Regions from separate parts of the Drosophila melanogaster genome. Here region 1 is linked to region 2. A link is a contact called in public HiChIP or PLAC-seq data. All regions are on one chromosome and are shown on one strand. The core of a region is the stretch at or near the end of the contact, and the rest is flanking DNA. Distances in the headings are between cores, read along the strand shown.

Region 1 (2,700 bases), core at 9-2,508, 830 kb after region 2:
GGGTAACCGCTTCATTTAAAATATTGGGCATATGATCTTGATCTATATTGTTGAAGCTTAAATTTCCGGCTCCCTGAAATATAAAATGCAATAAACATTATAATGTTGGAAAGGGAGATAAAATGGCAACGAGGGTTTAAGGAACAATATTTATTGTTTGGGTGACCCACCAACACAAACTTAAATTATATGCTTTTCAACTGAACAATTGTTAAAGGTCCAGTTCTTTCCTACATTCTAGCGCGGAATTACCGTTTTGGGAAGACCTTTTAACTTCTAAAAACCAACAATTTCTAACTTTTTGCCACGCCCACTCTAACGACATAAAGCCGCCAAACCGGTCATGTCTACACTTCTAAGCACTTTTTTAAAAATTTTTCCCATTTTGTTCCCCAATATCTATTGATATCCCAGAAAAATGAAGAAATTTTGCGTTCGCATTTGTACGGGTATCGACTGTAGCATTCTCTATTGTTAATTAAGTAAAACGACGTCAACCCCATACACCAACTTATGCCAACAACGAGCGAGAGAGGGCGCGATATTGCTCACCATCGAAACCAACTATGACCCGAAGAGAACTGATGATACCCATCATAACCAACACGTCGACCTCGTTCATCACTGCATTACAAACAATAACAAATACTGCACGGAATCGGCCGTATGCACGGTGTGTCGACTGCAACGCTCGTTTCTGCTGAAAAACTAATAAAGCCAACAAAGCAAAAAGGATTGGATCGCTATAATTGAAAACGAAACAAAAATCAAACAGAACAATCAAAGTCACCGAATTGAGACCTAAGAGATCACCAGTAAATGTGGAATAAGGATGTGGATAAGGATAAGGATAATTTCCACAATTATGGCAAACTGCATTGAGGATTCTTAAAACTCCCCTCAAATCAGGGTGCAGGAGAGCTGCATAGAAACAGTGAAGAAGGCTGGAATGCGAAAGGAGTCAAGGGCAGCAAGGTCAAACGGCCGGCCAAGGGCACGGAGGGCAAACGGTAACGGTGTGGACTTTGGACGAGAACAGACAGGACGAACAGTGAACTAACGGTATTGTGGTTGAACTATGTACCCAGCGGGCCGTCACAAAAGGGGATATAACCGGATCCCCGCGGCCTATAAATTTTAGTAAGAGCACACGAGGTGCCATACGTACGCGAGGATATTAGAGGAGAGTGCATGCGCTAGTCGCGTATTCAGTACGCCGCCTCGGTCAGAAAAGTCAGTCAAAGCAAGCAAGGAGCCATGCGTACGCCTAGATAGTCGAGGAGAGTATGGACGCGAGTCGCGCAGTCACGAACGCCACTCGGGTCAGTGTGGTAGAACACGCAATTGAGAATGCTCAACAAGAGATCCGCGAGTCAGAACGCACAGCCAGTGAACAAGGAGTACATGTAGTCAGCCGTTAGAGAAGCAACCTCGAACAACCAGTTAGTGTGCACCTGGAACCGTAGTACGAGGACGGTTACTGCAAGTCGAGCAGGGCGGCGATCCACACGGCGAGGACAGAGAAAAATACGAGGACCTGGTGTGGTCAGAAGAGACAGTGAGTCTTTGGTCAGCAAAAGTGGTTCGGGGAAGAGCGCTGACTTGACCTAACATCTGCTACCATAACATTTTAAGCCCATTCGAGCCGGCACATGGTCCGCCGTCAAGAACGACGCGGGACAACAAAGGAAGGACGACGAAGGAGTTACGCCGCGCAGCAGACGGCGAGGACTTAAGGGGTTATTTATCAAAGTGGCCTGACAATAAAGTTAATCTAATCTGAAACCTTGTCTTCTCTTTGGTCGGGCAATCACACAAATCGTAAATTTGGTGGGACATAGGACAATTGCCGTTGCATTTCGTAGCAAAAAGAACGCAAGAAAACCGACTTCAAAAGCAGCAATTATTTCCGAGCAACGTCTGCACGCCCCCACAACGCACAGAATAAACCCTCACCTGCGATCACCTCCCATAACCTTCATATCGCCGCACCATCAACGCTATATTGAAACCATTATGCATACTTTGCAGCAGAATATGATTGAATTCCTGTCGTTCATTCGGACCATATGCAGAACCAACATCTCATGGAGATGCTAATATCACAACGATCCAAATAATCCACGGCTGCCCTATGAATATAATTGTGGATACATATGAATAAGGAATATAATCATGGCATAAAATATATATAACCAAATTCCATCATTACAATCATATTGACTTCACCTTTCTTCTGTACAACTTGCCAATAATCGGCTTTTTGTTCTACGTAACAAATCATTCACACACCTCATTAGAGGTGGAGAACTTGGCTACTACTACCGCGACAAGCCAGAAGACGATGGACCACATTGTCGTGCCATTGCAAAAGGCGAGAGTAAAGTCCCCAGCTCGATCCCCTCATCAGTCTGCGAAACTGACCACGAGTCTCCAGAGCGAGGACCTGGCAAGATAAAAATCCTGTTATTCGCAGTTGAGACTCAACGGCACCTCACAAAAGAGTCCAAGCGCGTAGTTTCTGAAAAAAAGCCTACCAAAAAGGCTTCCCACAATGCGCAGGTGCTAAAGGGGCACGTGCGCCCAAGCCGAGCAACCACACGACTTGTAGCAGCGGAGAAGGAAAGGCGAAATCTAGAGCAAACGAGACCAAGAATGTTAGCACGGGTGCAAAGTGGACCAAGTCGAAGCCTATGCGCC
Region 2 (2,700 bases), core at 48-2,547:
AGCTTCTTTGAGCTTACATATATATATGAATTAAAATATTATTTGATGTTTTTAAACGAGATTCGTAGTTTTGCGAACTTTTGAATTTTTTGAATGTTTGCTTATACTGTTCTATTTTAGGATAAAATATTTGATAATGACGTTTTGGAAAATATTGAGTCTCTGGATCCACATTCATTGGACGCCCATGCTGATATGCCTGGTTCTCGATTGGATGGTGATGGGTTTGGAGATTCTTTTGGACGTAAGTATAATCAATATCATCAATTACAAATGATATTAGCTGGATATATATATGGATAAACCGCGTAAAAGTAGAAATCTAAGAAATATATCCTCAAATATATATCAGTCGAAAGTATCCTTAAAAAAATTAATTCAGTTGTAAAATACTCCGTCATAAAAGTTGCCTTAGTCTAGTAATACACTTTCTTCAGTCTGTTGTTTTTTTCTTATTTGTCATCTGTCATCCATATGGATTTGAATATCTTAAATGCCTCTATAAAATAATTTTTAATCTTATGATCTGATTTATATACTAATGATGCGGTAATGAGCATTAGGAGTTGTGATACAAAAATCATTTGGTACAACCATATTTGGTATGGTGGTATACAGTTACAAAGTATTTTTTAAAATTAATTTGTAACTTAGGCGGACGTAAGTATCTTAAGGTGAAAATTTTCTTTCTTATTACATTTTTTTTTTCTTATTACATTAATGCATAAATATTGTAAAGAGCTTGTTTTCCTAGTTCTGCCACTACGAGTTGAAATGGCTGGCTCAGAGGGTTTTGTCTGTTTGCCCAAATTTATGATTTGTGGGTGATTATGATTATGATTTATAATTCTTCAGCTGTATTGTTTGAATACTGGCTCTGGACTTCTACTGCCATTGTGTGTCAGCTCAATTGAGACCTACGAAGTTATGGTGGCGAATCTGCAAGGTGTATCGTCCGTTAGGTCGAACCAAAGCTCTTACCAGAACCACCTTTGCGAACACCCGAAAATGCACGTATGTTAGAACCACTCCTGAAACAGGACACCAGATTCCACGATCCCTTCTGACCACGCTATGCCCACGTCGTCTCCCAACGGTCCGTCCTGAATAAGCCCTAGGATATTATGGTGGCTTGGCCGCTAGGTGTGTCGTTCCTTAGGTCGAACCAGGGATCTTCCCAGAACCACCTTCGTAGACAGCCAAGAGCACATCTGTTGGGACCGTTCCTCTCACAGGACACTAACCAATGCCTTCACAGTCCCTTCTGACCGCGCCAGGTCCTTGTCCTCTTCCGTGTTCTTGCTGAGCGTTGGTCTGCTCCCTCACTTGCAGTGATCAACCTCGTACTACCGTTCCTAATGCTCACCTTGTGATCTCACTCATTGTCCTTTTTTCTCGGTCTTCTACACCAAATCGAAAGGTCTAGGTGTACATTCTGCGCTTTTCTTTTCTTCTTCTTTTTCTTTCTTCTTGGCTATGAGATGATACTGAGTGTGTGGTCTTAGTGGGCGAACAAGTAATGACCTAGGTAAGGGTCAAAATCTAAAATGTTGTGTTGCTTATCTGAAAGTTCCGAATCAGATGAAACCGTTAATGGGCCAGAAGTGACCAAAAGTTTAGGGGTAGCTTGTAATAGTTTTCGTCGAGATGATTATCTCCTTTCCGCTCCAGACTCGCAGCTTTTAGAGGTGACTCCAAAGCCATAACTATTTTTATACTCGTTTCTCGTCGAGTGAAAGGATATAAAAGGTACTTGGAAGAGTATGTAACAGATAGACGGAGGTGTTTCCGACCAGATAAAGTATATATATTCTTGAGTAGGATCAATAGCCGAGTGGACCTGGCCAAAGACATTAGAATAACAAGATTTTTAATTCGTTTGCTAAGGCACTACTTTCATTTGTGTACTTAATGCATCAACAATCAATTTTTTATACACATTTGTTTTTTTTTTTATTATTTTCAAAAATATTTTCAAAAACTTTAATGTGTATTTTGCAAATATTAAAAAATATATCAGATGGTGCCTGTAGTTTCCCGAAGTCCGAGTCTATTGAGTAGTTATTTTCATGTATAAAAGGCTCTGATGGAGCTGTTAAATGCACGGTACTTTTAAAATTACCGATCTGCATTTATCACAACTGGATCCCTTAGCAATATATCCAACAAAATATCTACTGGAACATTATTGCACAAAAAGTTATCTATATTTTGTTCAAAGTATGTACCTCTCATTGTCTTTTACAATTTTAGAAAATGATACAGAGTATTCTTGTTGTTGTATTTTTTTTTAATGAAAGGCTGATATATTATCGAATCGAACTCAATTGGCATCATAACATCATCATCTGATTCGCAATTCGACTTTTGTGAAAATTTAAAAATGTTTAGAGATGGCAATTATTATTTAAATTCGTTAACTGGAGGATTTCTCCAGTTATCACCTTTTGCTAAAATATGTTTTCAATGGGATTCTGGTTAACTCTACTAGTTAAAAAATAGAAAGTGGTCTGTGTGATCCTTAAATAGATATCTTTGATGAATCCAAATATATCTTTAGCTAAAATAAATAAAAATATTAAAACTGTTTACTGCAAAAGTTATATCTTGAGGCACGAAGTGCGGACACAAGCACTCAACAATCATTGCCTTATAAATTTTTCACACGTCGCAAGCTGAATACTCTAATGACAAATATTC

Evidence for each region. HiChIP or PLAC-seq counts read pairs in DNA pulled down with a chosen protein or histone mark.
Region 1: a POLR2A S2P HiChIP or PLAC-seq map of the Kc167 cell line shows a contact between it and region 2, with 6 times the contacts expected there. The contact joins two enhancer-like sites.

The regions. Positions count from the first base shown.
Region 1 is chr3L:27,974,068-27,976,767 of dm6, forward strand. It overlaps l(3)80Fj (lethal (3) 80Fj), which reads right to left. Exons shown (of 4, transcript NM_001015316.3): 4 at 1-73. Among named protein-coding and RNA genes, the nearest start is that of l(3)80Fj, 37 kb to the right of the region's middle. Within about 2 kb of position 1,259, at least 3 of the 39 cell types and tissues checked have an H3K27ac peak or open chromatin away from gene starts, as enhancers often do. A contact at or near this core is called in the Kc167 cell line, where this site is marked.
Region 2 is chr3L:27,139,999-27,142,698 of dm6, forward strand. It overlaps vtd (verthandi), which reads left to right. Exons shown (of 9, transcript NM_001300711.1): 3 at 121-244. Among named protein-coding and RNA genes, the nearest start is that of vtd, 4.8 kb to the left of the region's middle. Within about 2 kb of position 1,298, at least 6 of the 39 cell types and tissues checked have an H3K27ac peak or open chromatin away from gene starts, as enhancers often do. A contact at or near this core is called in the Kc167 cell line, where this site is marked.